2 separate regions of the Mus musculus genome follow, and region 2 is linked to region 1. The links are chromatin contacts, called in public HiChIP or PLAC-seq maps. All regions are on one chromosome and are shown on one strand. Each heading gives the region's core, a stretch centred on a gene start, on an enhancer-like site or on the middle of the called end of the contact. The rest is flanking DNA. Distances are from core to core; before and after follow the strand shown. Region 1 holds the start of Htatsf1 (HIV TAT specific factor 1). Region 2 holds the start of Vgll1 (vestigial like family member 1).

The links. HiChIP or PLAC-seq counts read pairs in DNA pulled down with a chosen protein or histone mark.
Region 2: an H3K4me3 HiChIP or PLAC-seq map of the SCID.adh cell line shows a contact between it and region 1, with 22 read pairs. The contact joins the promoter of Vgll1 here to the promoter of Htatsf1 in region 1. A contact is called at or near these places in 8 of 39 promoter capture datasets (the 3T3-L1 cell line, 3T3-L1-derived adipocytes, the C10 cell line and 4 more), 1 of 484 Hi-C or Micro-C datasets (cardiomyocytes), 4 of 115 datasets of contacts at active chromatin or transcription factors (the SCID.adh cell line, epiblast stem cells, extraembryonic endoderm stem cells and 1 more) and 3 of 9 other capture datasets (adipose tissue, liver and pancreatic islet).

What each region holds. Positions count from the first base shown.
Region 1 is chrX:57,051,462-57,057,250 of GRCm38.p6, reverse strand. It overlaps Htatsf1 (HIV TAT specific factor 1), which reads right to left and starts at 3,681. Exons shown (of 10, transcript NM_028242.2): 1 at 3,486-3,681; 2 at 3,053-3,297; 3 at 1,573-1,753; 4 at 1,159-1,206; 5 at 597-751. The coding sequence starts at 3,241.
Region 2 is chrX:57,086,529-57,092,334 of GRCm38.p6, reverse strand. It overlaps Vgll1 (vestigial like family member 1), which reads right to left and starts at 4,229. Exons shown (of 8, transcript NM_133251.2): 1 at 4,183-4,229; 2 at 2,854-3,044; 3 at 1-87. The coding sequence starts at 62.

The DNA of each region.
Region 1 (5,789 bases), core at 2,432-4,931:
ATGAAAGTAGCCAGACACAAAAACATAAGTGAGCCAGTGGGGTTGTGTTCCAACAAAACTGTATTTGCAAAAACAGACAGCAGTCACGACTTTGCTAGACTCCATTCCAGTTCACTCCAATGTGCAAATAAAATGTCAATGGCTTTTTTCTTCTCAGATTTTTACACTCTTGATTACATACACTGAGGAAGAGGTCTTTGCAGTGAAATTCTTGAAGATAAGAGAAGCCCCTCGCCGGGCGTGGTGGAACACGCCTTTAATCCCAGCACTACGGAGGCAGAGTCAGGCGGATTTCTGAGTTCGAGGCCAGCCTGGTCTACAAAGTGAGTTCCAGGACAGCCAGGGCTATACAGAGAAAACCTGTCTCGAAAAACCAAAAAAAAAGAGAAGCCCCTCAATTACCTATTTATATAGCATGCTGATCTTGTAGCAAACAGTTTCTTAAAACAAGCAAATAATCCTAGTGTCACTAAGGTGACCTATTTTCTTTGTATTTTGCTTTGGATGGTTGGTGGTTTGGGCTAGTATCTCTAATATTCGAGCCTTGCTTCCTGGGTTAAAAATGGAAGGGATGAGAGACTTGACCAAATACCAACCTTCAGATAACAACAAAGCCCATCTCCTTTAAGATTCCCTTGATCATCTTTGTACAGTTTAACTTTAAACTCTTCAGTCTGAGGATCTCTCATAATAATGCCAAATTTGGACATGAGCTGAATAAATTCATCCACTGTGATGTCTGGAGGGAGACCTGTAATTTCAGAGAACAATTTCAAAGTATTTAATGAAGGTAAAAGTTTTTAGCATTTTACCAATGAGAAACCTGAAACCTCTACGTGAATACAAAGCTGACTTGTATAAAGGAGTACAAAAACTTCCTATCTATAAATGTGAAGACTGTATTTTATACACTAAAAAATATCAGTTATGCTATGCTTACACTTCACTAAATCTGAAGGAACAAACTGCTATAAATTATCTAAGGCAGGCATAAGAACAGCATGTAACATTGCATAACTTTTCTTCATTCCATACTAAGTAAATTCCTAGCTAACAAAAGCAGGTGAACAAAACCCACCAAAACTAAAACTCACTTAGCACAAAGTCTCAACACTAAATGTTTCCAACATGAAAACGGCATTGCAACAGTATAAATACCTGACACGTATACATTTGTATTTCTGTCTTCTTCAACATGGAACCATCCTAAAAAAATCAAAGGGAAATAAATAAAACATTCGAAAGAAACAAGAATTACATTATGAAATCTTGGCAATGGCAGTTTCTTCAAAGTTTTAGAATGTTCTCTTTATTTCAGAAGACGACGACTAATTCAAATCACTACAGAGCGTGCAAAATACATAAACCTTTCGACTGTGAATGACCTTTATCGCTCTGAAAAAGAAAAAGGGCTACCTCTGTTCTTCATGACTTTACGCCTATTTGAAAGTGAAAACTCGTCACATCATCGCTCTTTCAACGCTATTATAATTCTGCAAAATGTAAAACGGATTTACAAATTTTTCCTATCTCACTTCTAAAGGCAGGTTTGGCAAGGACAGGACCACTTGCCAGATTCAGCCTTTCTCTTTTCCCCCTTCCTTTTGGAGTCAGGGGTCTCCGGGACTTCTTTTTGTGGAGGTTCTTCTACAGCCTTAGTGTTGGCGTCCTGGACGTTCGCAGTAGAGCTGGATGCACCATCACTAGAAAAGCCGTAGTTAGCCTGATACGTAGCAATGAAATCTTCGGTGATCTAAATAGAGAAGTCAAAACACATGCAGACAAGGTTAATTTACTTGTGGAAACTGTGGTATAAGGCTGTACATTCAGAAATATAACCTAAAACTTAAAACAAGTGTTTACACCACAAGCAGCTGTACTAATTCAAGTACAACCCAAGACCAGTCTCCTTATATGGACACCATGTAGTGTGATCAAAGTAGGACAAAGGTGCACAGACTGCCAAAACAACACGCATAGTTTTAAGTGATGCTATCACCCGTTCCTACATGTTTATAAATTACTACTTCTCTACAGTGTATATGACTAAAGTGGCCAATACATAAAACAAAAAAAGTATTGAATAAACGAGATGGTAAAACCCAAAGTCAACTAGTAATTTCATCACCGAATCCACTTTTGGGTACCCAGATACCAAATAATTGTTTGTCAGACTACTAAAAGCGCTCTTTAAAGAAATCACATGTACAGTCAAGTGGGCATTGCCAGTCCAGAAGTTCAATTGTAAATTTTTACAGTTTGGGATGCTTAAAATATGCACAAATAAATAGCTGAAATTTTTCAACCAACAATCAATCCCCCTGCACAATGGAAAAAGTTTTGTGTGATTGCCTCTCCGGTCGCTTGTCGCGCTGTTAGTTCCCTTTGATGCCAAAGTTCCTATGAGGCTAAGACTAACAGAGTACAGTTACCATACAGTTTACAAGACCAGGTTCAACACCACTTGTGCTATTTCCATGTTGAAATTAAACACTTAGCAATTCCCAAGTACAAATGTATAGATCTCTTTCATTCATTTCCTGTGCATTCCTAGTCATATTCCTGTGGTTATAGGGTCCGAACTCAGATGCCCTGGAACAAAATTTAATAGATAAAACAAGAATCAAGAAAAGTTTCTTCAGTAGAGGTGAATGACACCTCTTCCACCCTGTAAATCAACAAGCTGCATTCTACACAAACATGTACAGGAAGCGTAAATTAAGTTTGGCTATACAGGATAAAAGTCTTACTAATGTGATTTCCTTGGTGTTCTTCCTCTGTGCAGTAAAAATATCAAGATAAAAACGAATTGTGACCTTCACATACATACACAAATTAATAAGGCACAAAAAAATCACTTAAGGCACCACCCTAAGATTTACTTTCCTTTATACATCGGGAATGCAATAGACTGAACCAATAGACTAGCCACCAACCACCGGTTCAGAGACCTAGTACTTCAGTGGAGCAAACAGAAGAGGAATGTCCCGCAAGGGCTGCCAGTGAACCCTATGGCCCCGCTCCGCAGTGGGACTCCGATACTCTTTCTTACCTTAGGGAACCAAGCCTTCTTATCAAGGTCCCACTCGTAAGGAGTGTCATCTGGTGGTTGTCCCAAAGAATGGGCTTCTCCAGAGGGCTCATTCTGGGTGTCACCTTCCTTGGGGTCTCCTCCATACAATTCTTGCATTCGCAATTGCTCATCAAACTCATCGTTCCCGCTCAAGTTGTTGCCACTCATGGTTCTCACGTAGTCCCGGACACCGCGGTCAGAGAAGTGAAGAGGCCGAGAGGGCGCTGGACAAGAGCAGAGAAAGAGAGGTCTGCAGAGCTTGGACTGTGCACTGCAACTCCCGGGCCGCCTCCCGCAGCGCCCCAGCAGACCCTGGGAAGTCTGCGAGGCACCGCCCAGACTCCGCCCTCCCGCCCGCCCCCCTCGTGCACGCCTGCGCCAACAAATGGTCAGCGCTGTCGCTGCCACCCACCTGGCGGGCTCCGCAGGGCCTCGCCGCCGCCGCTGCTGGGGCCAGGGCGAGGCGGAAGCGCGCAGGCGCGCTGTCACCGCTGCGGCCGGTTCCGGAGGCGCCACAGCTTCCTCCCCGCCACGTCAGGCAACGAGTTGAGAGCGAAGTCCCCCTCAGGCTGATGCAGTCGCCATTGTCCGCGCGGGTGGCAACGTAGCGGGTCGCGCCGACCCGCCCACGGGACGTCAAAGGTCCGCGACGCTTGCGCGGCCAGGGGGCGGGGCCTCGGAGCCCGGCTGCCGCCGCGTGTCTGTACTTATTGGGAACTGGCCTTTAGGGACGCAGCCTGCCGAAATGCATGGCACCTCGTTAACCTCGGGCTCCTCTGCGCTCCGGACGAGTTTGGCCGAAGCGATAGCCTGAAAAAGGACTCTTCCAGTAGAGCTGGCGCGGAATGGGCTTTGCGGCAGGCGCCATCTTGGGGAGGTGGGTGGGACCGTGGGACAAGTTTCTCCCGCTTCGCGAAACCTTGGCGCCTCCTTCGCGCAAATCCCCGCCCCTGCACTGGAGCCGAGGATTGTCTTATTTTTCGAATGCTTGTCCTTAGTGTACACGCGGGTTTTGTTCATCTTAGTAACCCAAACACATAACATGCTGTTTGGAGGTCTAGTGAAGCATGAGTTAACAAGCAGTGGGCAGAAGGCCCCATCACTTCCTAATCTCACCCCCCTTTTAGGCATCTGGTACCACCCTCTGGCTGCTGTAGGTGAGAGGAGCTTTTGCCTGCAGCTTACTGCAACGTGTCCGAGGTGTTCCAGACTGGAATTTGAAGCTTGAGTGTAAACATAACCCTATGGCCTCATTTCCTTGTGTCTTAGTAAGACAGCCAACAGTCTTCCAAGAAAAGCTGAGCTTTTTCCTTAGATGTTTCATGCACCTAGAAAAGGGAAGGGGTCCATATTTTTAGGACAGACAAGTATTTACTGAACTCCTATTAAGTGCCAGGCTTTGAGGGAGATTCTGAGGCAGCAGCTAAGACATGCACAAATCAAGGGCGGTTCAGTTATAGTTGGCGAACAATATGACAGGAGCACCAGATGCGGGAGAGCAGCAATTATTTTGTTTTAAGCATTTTTTAAATATTTTTATTAGGTATTTTCCTCATTTACATTTCCAATGCTATCCCAAAAGTCCCCCATACCCCTCCCCACTCCCCTACCCACCCACTCCCACTTTTTGGCCCTGGCATTCCCCTGTACTGGGGCATATAAAGTTTGTAAGTCCAAATGGCCTCTCTTTCCAGTGATGACTGACTAGGCCATCTTTTGATACATATGCAGCTAGAGACAAGAGCTCCAGGGTACTGGTTAGTTCATATTGTTGTTCCACCTATAGGGTTGCAGATCCCTTTAGCTCCTTGGGTATTTTCTCTAGCTCCTCCATTGGGGGCCCTGTGATCCATCCAATAGCTGACTGTGAGCATCCACTTATGTGTTTGCTAGGCCCTGGCAAAGTCTCACAAGAGACAGCTATATCAGGGTCCTTTCAGCAAAATCTTGCTAGTGTATGCAATGGTGTCAGCGTTTGGAAGCTGATTATGGGATGGATCCCCGGATATGGCAGTCTCTAGATGGTCCGTCCTTTCATCACAGCTCCAAACTTTGTCTCTGTAACTCCTTCCATGGGTGTTTTGTTCCCAATTCTAAGAAGGGGCAAAGTGTCCACACTTTGGTCTTTGTTCTTCTTGAATTTCATGCGTTTAGCAAATTGTATCTTATATCTTGGGTATCCTAAGTTTCTGGGCTAATATCCACTTATCAGTGAGTACATATTGTGTGAGTTCCTTTGTGATTGGGTTACCTCACTCAGGATGATGCCCTCCAGGTCCATCCATTTGCCTAGGGATTTCATAAATTCATTCTTTTTAATAGCTGAGTAGTACTCCATTGTGTAAATGTACCACATTTTCTGTATCCATTCCTCTGTTGAGGGGCATCTGGGTTCTTTCCAGCTTCTGGCTATTATAAATAAGGCTGCTATGAACATAGTGCATCTTTTTACACTCAAAAAGTAGACAATTCTAAACAGCTTTTTTTTTGATGGATTACATTCATCAACAAGGCTCATTGCAATAATGTTAACTATTCAAGTAAAATTTTTAATCATTAAAAGTAAAAAGTGGGAGTGGGTGGGTAGGGGAGTGGGGGGGAGGGTATGGGGGACTTTTGGGATATCATTGGAAATGTAAATGAGGAAAATACCTGATAATAAAAAAGACACTAAAAAAAAAAGAAAAAAAGTAGCAATAAATACTATATGTGTAAA
Region 2 (5,806 bases), core at 2,980-5,479, 35 kb before region 1:
GTCTTTACCGGTTTTTGACTGCTTTCAGGTATCCAGACACCATTCTTCTTCATTTCCTCCATTTTCAGTGAGTGACAAAGGTGATAGCTGTCAACCAAGTGAAAAAAAAATGTCCTTGATCTTATTTTTACTAAGTAGCTCAGTTACAGTCTGGGTAAATGGCATTCTTTTCTTCTTATTATTATATATTTTTTTAAATTGTCACTTACAAATGAGTTTCAGAAGGACATTTTCATACGATGCATAACATACTTTGACTATGTTGTCCCCATTCTTAAGGATAAACAGTTTGCTACAGGGCCTCACTGGACACCACAAGGAGCCACAGGGTTCTTAAAAAACAAGCAAGCCCAATACAATCAGGGTTCAGAAAACAACATTTCAAAGCTCAGCCATGCACTGATAATGGCCTTCTATTACAAAAGAGGGATTGCTAAGCAGCTCTACTATAAGAGAACCAGGAGAGTGGAGGTGGTAGAATGTTGAGACCAAATAATAAAAGTAAGTCCCTCCTAGAGCTACCTCAGGCAGATTCCCAGAGGACTTGGCCAAGCAATCAAGGGTGGGCTAGATACTACCCCTCAGCACTGCTTTCCAGTCTGACATGAAGAAATGTGTAAGAAAGACTCCATGATGTATAGGATCTCATAGATGGGCAGAAAGACAATCTATTAATCCTTAATCTCTCTTTTTTAATATTCACAAGATTAGCTAGATTAAATATCTTCCATGCAAGATAATAAATCACATGAAAGCTTCAAGGGCCTCCTAGTGTCCTATTCTGCATGAGACTGTCCTGCACAGCAGCCATTCACTCCATCCTAGAAACTAGCGGTGACTGCAGCACCAGCTCAGAGGTCTTCAGACACACATATTCATAACAACAACAAAAAATTTCCAAGTCCTATTTCTTTCTTTTAGTTAAATTTTTATTAGATATTTTCTTCATTTACATTTCAAATGCTATCCCCAAAGCCCCCTATACCCTCCCCCCCCCCCCGCCCTGCTCCCCAACCCACCCACTCCCATTTCCTGGCCCTGGCATTCCCCTGTACTAGGGCATATAATCTTTGCAAGACCAAGCGCTTCTCCTCCCATTGATGGCGGACTAGGCCATCCTCTCAAGCCCCTATGGAAGAAGTTATATCCACAGTAGTGGAAAGCTAAAGGCTACATTCTGTTCACGGCTCACCACCTGTTTGCGGAACTGCCTTGGAGTTGAACTGTATCATCCACAGCAGCATGCCCAACCTTGGCAGATCCTTCAACTAAGAGTCTCTATTTGCATCAAGGCCAGAGCCTGGCTCCTTTTACAGGGAAGTAGTGCCCCAGGACTGCTTGTTTACCTTCAAACACAAGCTGACTTGTTACGTGCCCAGGCTACAGATCTATATAATCTAGCTAATCTTGTGAATATTAAAAAAAAGATTAAGGATTAATAGATTGTCTCTCTGCCTCATCTATGAGATCCTATACATCATGGAGTCTTTCTTACAAATTTTTTCCATGTCTGAGCACATATAAGTGCTCAATAAATGATGAACGCCATTTCTTGTGGTGGAAGTAAAATGCATGGAAGTCATAGATTAGGAGTCAGAAAGCCTGAGGTTTTCCCCAGCGCATAACCTTGAAGTGGAGGACAATAAATTCCTCTCCCTTCTATTGTTCTTAGAACGATGTGAAGCGTGAGTTCTTCAGCCTAGTCTTTTATGGTTCTTTTATGGTGAGATGATGCTGGAGACAATAGGAAGGAATCTGGCAACAAGCTGGGAAAGTTTCTAATGTATCCCAGGCTGTCCTGGAACTTGCTTTGTAACCAGGCTGGTCTCAAACTCAGGATTCTGCCTGTCTCTACCTCTACCTCTTGAGTGCTGGGATTAAAGGAGTGGGCCACTGCAGCCAGATTCAGGGGTGCTTTCTAAATGGCTCTCCTTTGGGAATCACTCTAGCCAAGCCATGTATACATGAATATTTCTACAAAAGCACTCGTGACAGTTGTGTTCATCATAGACCCCAAAATGAAATGGCTTAAATGAGTCTTACCTGGAAAATACATTTTCTGTATACACACAACTCAGGTAAATCTCATTATATTGTGTGAAAAGAACAAATAAAATAGATTACACATCATAAGGTTTCACTTATATGAAACAAGCACAAATAATCTATGGTGCTAGAAGTCAGAAATCGTGGGTGCTTGTGGCATGGAAACTGAAGAGGAAGGAGTGAGAGGGAGCCCTCACCAGCATTGCCAATGTCCCAGAGATTACACCACCACCACCACCACCACCACCCACTCACCCACCCACCCACCCACCCAATCACCCTCCTCAGTGCATGAAGGTCTCTCTGTGTAGCCCAGGTTTGTCTCAAATGCATATTTTTCTTGCCTCAGACTCCTGAGAGCTAGGATTACAGGGACCACGTGGTGGCCGCGTCTTTCTTTTGTCTTGATCAGGGTGGTGGTTACACTAGTCAAAACTCATCAAGTTCTACACTCAAGATCTATTTCACAGTAGCTGAATTATTCCTCGATAAAAGTATGACGTATGTTCAGATTTGTGGAGATGACAATACAAAAAAAATGTGTTGGGAAGGATAAAGGAATGAGTATGTGGAGACAGTAGCGTTTTAAAGCTACAGTCTATAGAACACCTAGTTATGCCAGAAGCTGCACATATATCCTCTCCAGTTCTCTGACCCTCAAAGTAGGCATTACACCCCCATTTTAAAAGAAGCAAAGTAGATGTTAGAGAGGGTGAAATAAAACTAGGTAGCGGCAAAGCTGCCGGTCAGATTCCAGGCCCTTGGGCTCCAGCCTCCGTCTACATCCAATTATCCCTTCCTCCTTACCTGGTGAGTGGAAAAATCTCTGTTCCTCTTCTCGCCTCGGTCTCCCCACCTATCAAATGTGGGGATGGGACAGACCTGTAATCCTCACAGGGCCGTGAGCCAGGACACTGAGGCAGCCTTATGAATTCTCTCAAGAAATGGAAAGGCTCCCGCTTTTCGACTTCCGGACTTTCCTTGAAGGCTCCACCTGTCTGGTACAGCAGGTGCTGCTTAGTCTTTTGCAAGACCGTCCTCTTAGGCGCCACTTCGCCAGCAGCCACCCTGATTGGCTAAGGCCTGACACAGCTTGCGATCCCTTTGTTGATTTCCCCCGAAGCTACAGAGAAAGAACTAGCCAGATTCTTGCGATAGCACGCCACAACCGCATTTCTAGTTTCACTGGGTATACACTAAGAAAGCACATGGCAAATGACCAATCCAGGAAAAAGCTAGAGGTCACCCCAGAGGCCACCTTTTAGCCAAGCTCACTTGGAGGGCTAAGCAGAAAAGTGGAGACCCTGAATTGACCCCCAAGTTCTACCCCTGTGCCTCTTTCCCTCTCTGCCCACAGGAACACAGACTCAGCTAGTGTTATTTATCAGGATCCAACCTAGAAGGGATTCTCTGGGCTCTACTTGACTCACTGGGGAGAAATTGCAGTTGATGTTTAAATCCAGAGAGTTGAGCTGGATGTTGCGACTTAACCACGTGGTTCTAGCTTGCTGAGAAGGCTAGAGTAAGAGGGTCTTTTGAGCCTAGGAGTTAAAGACAAGCCTGGGTAATACAGTGAAACCTCAAACAAGAGAGAGAAGGGGGAGGGGATGGGGAGAGGAGTAACTCGATTCTAAAAGCATACACATTCTGAGAATTATCAGTTGGCTTAATCCCTATGAAAAACTCAAGTGCCTCATCTTCCAATGAGCTTTGTGTAAGTATTCCTGAATTTAAAAAAAGGGGGGGGGGATCTGGCCTGTACAACACTGACTCTAAGGAGATATCAGGAACAAAAAATAATGACCCAGAGTGTTTCAAGTAGACCCTGAAATATTTTCCAAACTACTGTAGTAGAACATCTCAGAAGTAATTCAAAGCTAGAAGTCTAGCCTCTGGTCTGCCCCATGGATAGTCTACTGACACTTTTACCACACTCCTGCAAAATACATTCAATATTTCTAAGTTGGGGCGCAGAGTCAGTGGTGATGGCTATCAAAATGATCAGTTGGAGCCAAAGCTCCTCCCCCTCCCAAGGCCTGATTAAATCTCACTTAGCACAGTCTATCAAGACCGCCAATTCACTCCCATGTGAATATCCATCCCTCTTCCTACTATCAAGTCTCCAGCTTCTCCTACCTTAATTCTCAGCAATTCCCCAAGACAGCAAAATCCTCCAGTTTTGGAGGAGCTCAACCACTGGAAGCGAGAGCTGGAGATGTGTACCCTCCCTTGAAATTTTCTGCCCCTCTAGCTGGGGTTGTGCAAGGCGTTTCCTTCTAGCTATCTATTAAGAATGCGGAAAATGCACTCCAGCGAGTCAACCTGGTTAGGCACCTGCAGGAATGAGGAAAACAGATGGCTATTTTACATTTCTTTACTTTTTTCATTAAAAACTATATTGTGGTATTGTCTCCTCAACTGGAAGCTGATTGTTTGCCCCAAACCTCTGTGCACAGAATCAGACACATCTAAGACACTGTTGTTGGGTTCCATCAAACTGATGTCATATCAAATCTGGGGAGCTGTCCTCCTAAGACTTTTGTTCCACATGTGTTATCCTCCCTCACTTTCCTTGAGAAGCAAAGGGAGCCAGGCTCTTGAAATTCTGGTCTTGTCCCAGCCTTCCATGGGCTTCACAGGCAGTGAAGACTTCCCTGAGTCTGCAGTAGCTCAAACAAGGACACCATGAAAGATCAGAGCAAGGGGCTCCTGTCTTCATTTGAAAAATCTTCAGTGTAATTCTTTCAACTGTGGTACCTTTTTGGTGTCAAACCTCAGATTTCTTCTTTGATCCTGTGTTAAACAGCTTTTTATGAGTGTAACAAAATACCTCAACAGGGCAACTTAGAGCAGTAGCTCGCAAGCCTTTGGGGGATTATAGGACCCTCTCAGAGGAGTTGCATACCAGATATCTTACATATCAGATGTTTACATTACAATTCATAACAGTAGCAAAATTACAGTTATGAAGTAGCAACAAAAATCATTTTATGGTTGGGTGTCACCACAGCATGAAGAACTGTATTAAACATTCACAGCATTAGGAAGGTTGGGAACTTAAAAGAATGGTTGAGCCTCAAAGAATGATTTACTTGGAATTAAAAGTTTCAGAGGACTTGATGTCCTGGGATTGGGAGGGGGGAGATACCTGGGGGGAGCGCCCTCTCAGAGGTGAAGGGGAAGGGGAAAGAAATTGGCAGGGGGTGACCAGGAGGGGGCAACATTTGGGATTAAATAAATAAAATAATAACTTAATAATAAAAAACGTTTCAGAGTTTTCAGTCTGATGGAACAAAGCACCATGGATAGGAAACACAGATCATAAAGGAAGCTTCTTGCCCTGTGGTGACCAAAAACCAAAATAGGAAGGAGAAAGCAAGCAAAAGGTCTGTCTCAATGTCCCATTCAAGGGCACACACACCTCCAGTGACTGAACCTCTTTCCATTAGGCCCCATCTCCTAAAGTTTCTGCTATCTCTCAGTATGTCATATAATATATATAATATATTATATATATATATAATCACACACACACACACACACACACACACACACACACATACCACACACACACTCTAGGTGGGTTAAGTACTGTGAAGACAAAAACAGTCATTAAGGGACTTAGAAATGCTGAGCTAGGGTGCTGATTCACGCAGGGTAATGAAGATGGAGTTTTACAATAACATTTACTTTCAGCAGAGCCCTGAAGGGAGAAAAGCATGTGGACCACTGGACCACTGATCTCCTGATAGAAAAATTT